2 separate regions of the Bicyclus anynana genome follow, and region 1 is linked to region 2. A link is a contact called in public Hi-C data. All regions are on one chromosome and are shown on one strand. The core of a region is the stretch at or near the end of the contact, and the rest is flanking DNA. Distances in the headings are between cores, read along the strand shown. Region 1 overlaps LOC112051090 (cyclin-dependent kinase inhibitor 1). Region 2 holds the start of LOC112051090 (cyclin-dependent kinase inhibitor 1).

What was found. A called contact is a pair of places that touch in the nucleus more often than the background predicts.
Region 1: a Hi-C map of whole larva shows a contact between it and region 2, with 5 times the contacts expected there. The contact joins the enhancer-like site here to the promoter of LOC112051090 in region 2. A contact is called at or near these places in 2 of 2 Hi-C or Micro-C datasets (whole body and whole larva).

The regions. Positions count from the first base shown.
Region 1 is chr23:8,621,270-8,626,181 of ilBicAnyn1.1, reverse strand. The region is part of intron 2 of LOC112051090 (cyclin-dependent kinase inhibitor 1); the gene reads right to left. Among protein-coding and RNA genes, the nearest start is that of LOC112051090, 50 kb to the right of the region's middle. Within about 2 kb of position 1,336, at least 8 of the 8 cell types and tissues checked have open chromatin away from gene starts, as enhancers often do.
Region 2 is chr23:8,569,592-8,575,116 of ilBicAnyn1.1, reverse strand. LOC112051090 (cyclin-dependent kinase inhibitor 1) reads right to left here and starts at 1,667. Exons shown (of 3, transcript XM_024089570.2): 1 at 1,513-1,667.

The DNA of each region.
Region 1 (4,912 bases), core at 87-2,586, 51 kb before region 2:
GGTATGCCTAACTTTTCTTCGTTTATAATATGGTCTGGTCTGGTGGAGTAGTAAACTCACAAAGAAATGTTGAAAAAAGAAGCATTCACAGATTTCATTAAATTTACACAGGAAGTTTGGATCTTAATTTACTTAATAACATTAGGATATGTTACTTATAAATTAATATTGGTTTGTTTCTAGTAGATCTTATATATAATCAAAATCTTCTCTGTAGGTACTAACTAACTTTGCTTCAGCTTCTTAGCTATCATAAACCTTTAACAATCTATAATTCGTGCACAAATATAGTTTTTATTTCGGCTTTTATTTTAATTAATTTTGTCTATTCACTAAAAATATCGATATTATGAAGAATCGATGGAAGTATTACGATTCACTTCAATCGATTCTTCACAGTATCGATATCGAAGACATTCGGAGATGTCTCAGCCCTAGTCATGGGCAAGGCTTGGGACCAGTTAATAATAACGAGCGTGGCGAGTGTTTTCGTCGGAATCACTGTAAAAAACTATCGCGAGTCCGTTTGTGCAGTCGGGAACTATGTCAATGACGTCACCAGGCCCAAGGCCGACTGGTCACCACGCGGCTTGGGCTCATTTCCCGCCAAAACTTTGGCCAGTAAATCACGTGTTCACTTAATGACTAATTAAACAGATATAAACGAATACGTTGTGTAATACCTAACTGATTATATAATTTATTGTAGTTTGTAAAATATTATGATTTGCTAAATGAAGATGAAGAATTAGACCATTAATAAGAATTCATTAAAGTATTTATTTACGTACTTTCTTTTGATAAAACTTTAATTATGGAATAAAAAATATTGCATGAAGAATATTATGTAGATACTTGTATCTCTATTATAAAACTCACTTCGTTCGTTTTGTTTCTAGGTATTTTCATAAGCCCTAAACTAAGTTCAAATTTAAAGTTCGTTTATTTCAAGTTACTTTACAAGCACTTCTGAAACATTAAGATTGATCATGTAGAAACTCTCCATCGGTGGATTACCCAAAACGTGGCTTTGTAAATTATAACCTCAAAACATAAACAAAACAATGACACATACAAAATCGTGAATCGCTTACATGTAAGATTTCATGATAAACAACACATTAAACACGTTGATAAAACATAGTGAAAATACTTTCACAGCGTTACGCAACCGTTTCCCGCCAAATGTTCAATGGAGCGGTTCGCGCCATTTTCTTATTGATATTACACGGATGATTTAAGATGGCGTTTTCGCGACGCGGGAGCGTATAGCGGCAGGATTTGTACACTATGCGGTCGGTTAATACCACTTTAGCTCGTAAATATGCGGGTGTGTGTAAACAAAATGGCCTTGGCGATCGTGCGCGTGGTCGCGACGCGTCTATACAAACTCTACATATTTATCGTATGACACTATCAATCTTTTATCACCGCCAAACGATATACTGACGACGTACGACATTTCAAATATTAAGATATCGAGTGGAATTCCTTCCATGTACCTAACTACTTGATGTTTTGACTGACTGGAATACTAAAAATAGATCACCATGCTGCATGTACCTATTTTGTTCGTAAAAGGCAATTTTTGGAATTTGCAAGATGGAATTTCACTGAAAGTGATGTTTGGCAGCGTCACAAAACATACTAAATCGAGGGATATTTTCAGCGTCTTAAAATTAACAATAAGGCATGTTGATGATCATTGTTTAAGTCTTTATCGCGTAAATAAAAACATGTACCTATGTGAAATTTGGCCTTGACGCATTTTCTACGTTAACATTGATAATAATTATGTAAAGTTTGTAATACTTTCGTTTCGTGTAGAAATGACTGATTTATTTTGTTACTATCCACAAAAAATCGAGGAATCAGCGTCACCTAGATCCTACAGAAAGTCCTCTACGTATATTTCACCCTGAAACCAGAGCATCCTCAGATGTTGACTCTACAACGTTAACTTGCGGATTGTATTCGTCAGTTTTCGCGGATAATAATAGCAAAATCAATAATGTAGTCAATATTAATAAAGAACTGACTGCATCTATTCAATTCTGCATTAAGTTCAGTCTTATTTCAAGTTAGTTAACAAGCACTTTTGAAACATTAAGATTTATGATGTAGAAACTCTTCTATCGGTGGATTATCCAAAGTGGATTATCCAAAACGTGGCTTTGTAACCTCAAAACATAAACAAAACAATGACACATACAAAATCGTTCAAAGTGATTTGATATTATCAAGTAGCGTTTGTGATCAGTAAAATGAAATACTATCTAGTTTAACACTGCTAACTGGTCGCGTTAACGCTTCGGTATCTGCGAGCGCTTTAATAAGAGTTGTCGAAACGGTGTGGTTATTTTGAGCGACCTAAATATCTGTGCGAGCACACACAGCGTCGCGTGTGTCGTATTATGTATTGTGAATTTAGACAAACTGATTCAGAGGGGGGATTTATGTGAATTTAGACGAACTGATTCAGAGGGGGGATTTATGTGAATTTAGATAAACTGATTCAGAGGGGGGGTTTATGTAAATTTAGACAAACTGATTCAGATGGGGGGAATTTTGGGAATATAGACACTGATTTAGAGGAGGAAATTTATTTTAGTAACAAAGTGTGGCGGCCTTGGCTTTATGATTGTCTTACGGTCAAATTATTTCGTTTTATGTGCTTAAGTTTTGAATTTGTGAATCTACATTGTCTATGCCTAATTTGATTTATAAGCCGTCAAATAAATAGTCGTCTGAATTCAAAATGGTAATTTATTTTTCTCCATACCCAAGTCACCTTGTAATTTAAGAGAATCAGACAATAAAAATAGTAATCATTCAATTAACTATGTATCATTTACCGTTAAGCATTCAATTAACTCAATTTACCGTATTCAATTAACTAGTAACCCCTACAGTAATAATTCAATTAGTCTGATAATACACTTAGATAATTACGTAGTTACTGTAATTCTAATTTGAATACAGACATTGTAAACAGTGAACACTTAAATATCGAAGTAGAGCAATTTATAATCTGCCTTATAAAAAAGGTTACTAGTCCATTGAAATGTTACTTCTTTGACTGAACATCGGAAAATTATAAGGCAGATTTCTTAGAGGACTTTAAATACAAATTTTGGGGATTCTAACCTCTAAGCCAGCCACAACAAATTTTTCGTCATAGAACCAAAAAATATACTGATTGATCTAGCAAGCGGAGGCATCTAAGAAAGAATGTTTCCAAAATTTTGCCTGTAAGGGTAGTAAATCACAAATTTACGCGGAAGAATTCGTGGGCATCCAGCCAGTCATTAATAAGACATTCATTGGTTAGTTCACGAAACATAGAGAAACTTTGAATAGACAATTTAGATGTTATTTCCATCCTACACCTAATTTCGTAACCTTTGCATGCACCGAGAAGGTCGCCCATAATGTATTCAGTATGCATATCCATCTCCTTTCACACGACTAGAATCTTATTAGACGGAGATGAAAAAATGCGTACGAGGTATTCAAGAGTACGAGAATTCCTAAAAGATTTATCCGGCGACATATTTTTTTATTTCGCTTCCTTTACAAAGTTCCATATTGCATTTTGGTGACGTATTCTGTCATTTCTTTCACAACATTATTTTGCACAGGATATGACAAACGCTGACGGAATTCGTAATTGTAGATTGCACCACCATGGCAATATCATAAAGTGCGGAAAATATTTGTTGCCCTATGACAATTATTTAGTACAATTTTTTAAAATCTTTTTTTGTTGATGCACCAGATTAAGAATAAATAGAGAAAACTAAAGTTGTAAGTATAGGTATATCTTCATGTGTAAAGGCAATAAGGTAATGCCATTGAATGGAATCAGAAAAATCATATGCAAGAATTTAAACTTTTTCACGATGAGTTAACGTAGATTAGTTTTCATAACATCGCGTGAGGAAATTCAGTTGCAAGAAAATAGAATGACGTAATGTTTGTAAAAACGGATAAGATAGAATAGAAAGAAACGATAGACAATGTCCACGCGCCACCATACGCTCATTTATTAAAAAAAAATATCTTCAGAAACCAATTTAACATTTCTAATAATCTGAACACGGGACTGGTTTAGTGACGTACAGCTTCCGAGCAAGTCTAAACTTGATCGGGCGCGTCGGACTCAGTCGCTACAGTCGGTAGGTGTGTATAGTGATTGTAAGGGGGGCTCCCCCCTTTGGGATTGGAAAAAACCGCCGCGGATTTGTCAGGCGTAGGTGGCTGCCCGCGACCAAACTGGTTGCCTCGTTGCCCTAGCGTACAGACGTTTTATATTCTTGATTATGGCACAGGGTTACTATAGCCACGATTCAAACGCAATGATTTGTCATCTGATACGTTAAATGTAAAATACGGCTCAGTTTCTAGCTAGCTCTTTGCAGTTAAATCTGCCTTCCGTGGTAAAGTAAATTTTCAAATTTATTTTTTTAAAAGTGCTTCGACAAAAGTCGAAATATTTAAATGTACATATACTTTAACAAGTACTAGTAAGAAGAATGTAAAACATTAACAAATGTATTATGAACATATTAAGAAAATGCTAACACTAAATATTGACTGACAAAACAAATCTAAGTAGAGAACACACGCCTAGGGCCTAGGCAAAGAACCATATTATGGCAAACATAGCAAAACAGAAATACCATTTAAAAGTGCTTCTATACCAAATCTACTAAAAATAATAGAATATTAATTTTAACCTAAATGCATTACACCTAAAATTGAGATATTCTATGATGATTAACAAATACTACCTACGAAACAAATCTAAGTCTACAGAGATTTGCATTCTGTTACGCCTAGGCAAGGAACCAAATTATGGCAATGTCGACAAGATAGCAAAACGGGAATGGCACTCGCTTGCATTGTGATT
Region 2 (5,525 bases), core at 418-2,917:
ACATACCGATGCTATAAAATTATCTCTTTAAAGTAAAAAAAGTGATTTTCTTTTGGAAACTACGAATAATTCTTATAAGAAAATATTAGTAAACTATATAACTATATACCTAAGTAGGTAACAAAACTATATTTTACGAAAAAAACTAAAATAACCAAATAATTTACGATAGTAACTACCTAGTTTTAAAATTATTCCCTATAAAACCTATCTACCTTTAAGAAAATAAACCAATTTAATAAAATTTTTTTTTTAGGAAATAATAATAAAATGAAGCAAACTTTCGATCATGCAAAGAATACCTATTAATCAAACATCATGAAACTTGAAAGTGAATCATTACGTTTACCTACGTATTACAATGTTGTAATGTAATGTTGCCATATAAAGTTGACTCAAATCGACTAATATATACATACAATTTTATTCATTTATAAGTTTACTAGCGGTCACCCGCGACTTCATCTGTGTGGAATTTAGTTTTTCAGAAATCCCTCGGGTGCCGTGAATTTTTCCGAGATGAAAGTAGCCTATGTGTTAATCCAGAGAAATCCATAATCCAGAATAGTAAATCTATTTCCATTCCAAATTTCAACCTAATCAGTTCAGTAGTTGCGGCGTAAAAGAGTAACAAATATCCAATCAAACAAACATCCATACAAACTTTCGCGTTTATAATATTAGTAGGATGTAATTAACAATCATTTTAAACAGTATTAGCCATGATCTGTCAAATCACTACCACTAATAATTTGTGCAACTATTTTCGATAATAACTAAGAAATAATGTAATGTTCAATTAAAAATAAATCTAATGTAATAAAAAAATAAGTCATAGAAATACACTAAAAATAAAACACATAAATAAAAAATAAAACGTCTTACTACAAAAAAAGTGAAGTATAAGCAATATCTGGTAATTATAACTAACATATTACTAAATCCACTTTTGTCTACGATAAATCTCATATAAAATATACGATAGTAAAATGGACGAATTAAATTATATCAACAATTATAAGTTACCCTAAATTAGAGGAATGTTTAATTACTTGTCATTATGGCAACACCAATACAGAGCTTGTTTACGAAGAACGAAGACGTGTCTAGTTACGTGTGCAGCATACTATAAACCTTCTTATCAGAAATATCGCTGTCCCTGTCACACTTGCACTTGTTCGTGTTGCATAAAAGAGGACAGAGCATATATTAATAGCACACAACGTCGCCGCCATTTTGCTGAACGGGGACTAGAATATTACAATAGTATTAAAACCAGATTTATTAAAACAGAACTATTATCAAATAAATGATTCAAAATATGGCATTTATACATTTAATTTGTTCAAAACTGTGAAATATTTTTGTTAAAACACAGCGCCATTTCGGATTTAGTTGATTGTAGTAAAATTGCGAAACTATTATTTAATACGTAGACGACATCATGTGTTCGATTTATAAAAAGATAAAATTATTGTTATTATTTGGAATAAACAATAAAATTAAGCTCACCTGATAAGTTTTACAACGTTATTTCACGGAAAATCTTCAATTTAACGTCGGGGTTCACTGCACTGGCGTACTAATTTTCGAGATATGACAAAGACGCGATGGCGAGAGCGCGGGCTTCGCGCTGATTGGTTGAAAAGGGCGGCCATTGTATTCATTGGCTCGAGGATTTTAGGCGCCAAATTTCGGTTGGTCGAGGAGCCGGATGGCGGGAAATAAATGCGACTTTCCGGTGCGCTCGAGTTTTGTTACGGAAAATTGTGTTTGGCGCGTTCAGCTTTATTCTTGTTTACTTGTATTTCGGTAAACATATTCAAGAGCGTATGTGTAGGTGTTCAAATGTCGACTATTTAAAGAATTCGCTGCTTTGGATGCGATTTTGAAGTTATTCGCGATATATTTAGAAATGGGCTCTTTTCCATATATATTTGTCTAAATGAAGAAAAACTACACCATTATTGATGAGTTTGAAGGTTTGTCTTGTTATAAAAATGTTAATTGAATGCTATTAAGCGGTAAAATATTGTTTTCTATACTTTAAACTTTCGTTTATTATTATTTTATACCCGCCAAGCTTGCCTTTCGAACCGCTACCGGTAGAGTCTTTGCAAATCGTCAAACTTGACGTTTCGAAAGTGCTTGCAATCTACCTGAAATAAATGAATTTCGGTTTGATTAATTTTATTTTTAATTTAAAAAAATTAAATTTACCCATGGCATCGGTTATTAGGACTAAGGAAAGTCTGTATGAGATTGATGCAATCGTAAAATATATTGTATTAGATAACAGGTTAATGTTGTCTTGTTGGTTGGTGACAATGGTTAACCGCATAGACTTCGGATAGTGCAGTCTTGGGTTTAAGTTCCAGTGTTATTAATTTAACAACATATTAAAATAAAGATCAAATAAACTGAGAAATGTTATCTACACACTTAATATTCACGAAAAATTGTCAGGAGGCACCGGAAGACATTTGTTACATAGAATATCAATTTCGTAAATGTCAACATACGAGTACGTCAAAGTTATAGTGTTTTTCAGATAGGGTGACAGTTCGTTTCACTCTTAAAAGCTTGCCGCGATTCACGATAATAGTACATATTATGAATGTCATAAGGCAACTGTCACCGTGCCCATGCTATCTGAAAAACACTTTAGTGAATTAGCCGTGATAGCCCAGTGAATATGACCTCTGCCTTCGATTCCGCAGGGTGTGGGTTCGAATCCGGTCCGGGGCATGCACCTCCAACTTTTCAGTTGTGTGCATTTTAAGAAATTAAATATCACGTGTGTCAATCGGTGAAGGAAAACATCGTGAGGAAACCTGCATACCAGTGAATTATCTTAATTCTCTGCGTGTGTGAAGTCTGCCAATACGCATTGTGCCAGCGTGGTGGACTACTGGACTAACCCTTCTCATTCTGAGAGGAGACTCGAGCTCAGCAGTGAGCCGAATATGGGTTGATGACGACGAATTAGCCTGCAGGTTGGGATAAGCTTTATTGAGTTTTCCCGCATATTTTTAGGTGAAGCCTGGAGTTGACAAGCTAGTGACGTTTTACTTTCATGCAGGAGAGCACGTAAAGCGTGGTGGGTCAAAGCTCCATATCCCCTCCCCTTTTTTATTCTTTACAAGCTAGCCTTTGACTACAATCACACCTGATGGTACGTTATGATGCCATCTATGGTGGAATCGGGCAAACTCGTTAGGACTTAGGAGTAGGATGAAAACACCACAGTCGTCTTTGCCGGTAGGTTGGTAACTAGCCACAGCCGAAGCCTCCCACCAGCCAGACCTGGACCAATTAAGTAAACCTAATCGGCCCAGCCAGGGATCGAATCCAGGAACTGGGTCTTGTAAGAATTTCATAGAGCGCAATCATATACGTACTGGACCAAAGAGACAGGAAGATTATATTAACTTAACGGTAATATAAACATAAATCCTAATATTTTCTGCACCTGTGGAGAAAGTAATATTTTTTACACCAGTGCAACACAAAACATCTGCTAGTGAACGGAAACACGTTTTTGTCCACCGCAAACTCTGCACCGACTTCCGGTGTAAATAGGTCACAAAGTTACTAACGGTTTCTGTGTTTTTAGATATAAATAGGGATGTTGAACCAATAGTTACTAAGAAGGTTTGATTTTCGGCGGACTTTGTATTTTATTGAATTTATATATTATATAAGTATAGAAATAAGGAACTTATCTAGCTTTATAATATTAGTATAGATGTATTTTTATCTTGTCTATCTGTACGTCCAGACTAATCTCTGGACTGGCTGAACCGATTTTAATGAGACTTTCACTAGAAGAAGTAACGGGTCTCAGCTGAAAATCAGCGTCGTGTATTATATGCTTGTATATAGTACACGGCATATGCTGAGCTGTACACCCTTTCTTTTTAAGGGTTACAGACAGACATGCTGTCTTTAGGGTGGGATACTGTTTGTAACTTTTAAATCTGAATTAATTTATTTTCTTTCTTTCTTTTCTTCTTTTATCCTACAGATAGATTTTTCTTTTCCTGCGGGATTTGTGAAAGACTGAATTTCACAATTTATTTTATGTACCTACAATATCTTTATACATATCTATACTAATATTATAAAGCTGAAGAGTTTGTTTGTTTGATTGAACGCGCTAAAATCAGGAACTACAACTAAAGGTCCGATTTGAAAAATTCTTTCAGTGTTAGATAGGCTATTTATCGAGGAAGGTTATAGGCTATATGTTATCCCTGTATTCTTACGGAACGGGAACCACGCGGGTGAAACCGCGCGGAGTCAGCTAGTAATACATAAAATATTAAATTGAATGAAGACCCACCGTAATCGTTGGTTATAAATAGATCAATCTATCATAACATATGACAATGTTGAGTAGCCATTTTTGGATGAAGACATAACAAACGACAAAACTGCACGTAAGCTAAACAATAACGCTGAGTGGCTGTTACTGACTGATATCATTGATTGTTTATATCATATTCTGGTATATCATGATTTATGAATGACCATATAATAAAATAGCTGGTGCCCCGCGGTTTTACTCGCTTAGTTCCAGTTCCTATGGGAATAGCTAGACCTGGACCAATGGGGATGATGACTAGGTTTGAATATATTGATTTTTATGATGCATTTGGGTAAATAAGGTGAATGTTAACTAATTTTTAAGATTGACTGGATATTTGCAAAATAAATAAGATTATAAAATTTCAAAATCCACTAAAAATATTTTATCGCAATTAAATGAAAATTCATACCTACAGTTTTAGCTTCCTTACATTAAATGTGACATTTTTTAATACATGAACTATAAATATAAACGCAAAAATAACAAAGTTATTAGTAATTTTGTTTAAACGCCCATACAAATCATTATCATTAATTGCCTACGACGTCATAAGTTTGTACCATTTTGTATGGGGCATTTTTCTGGGATCCGCGGCAGCGCCGCAAATCTGACCCTTTAAATCCCTATAGCCCCGAAAGTAATGATCGCAGATACCCTATTACTTTTACAAAATTGCTTTACTATTAGCATACTCTTAATTTATATACAATTTAAAAAAACATACATACAGCCGAACGTAGAACCTCCTCCTTTTTGGAAGTCGGTTAAAAAGTGTCATCATCCCTATTAAGAAAACCTCAATTGGACCAGCCGGGGATCGAACCCACGACCTCCGTTTTGTAAATCCACCATTCCACTGCGCCACGGAGGCCGTCAAAGCTTGGATAAATTAAATAAAAAAAAGTGTTGCCATATGTGCTCGCGCACGACATTTTTTCCCTACATCCTAAAACCATACTAAAGCCGCCATTTCAAGCCACAGATTGAGCGATGAGTGATCTAAAACACATTTTCAAGCTTACAGTTAAAACAAAAACCACTGATCCGACACCTGGCTAACGGATGCGCGTTTCCGATTTTTAAGTCAGTTATTTTTAACTGTAACTTAATCTTAAATATAATAAAAAGGGCTCTTGCCACCATAAATACTGCG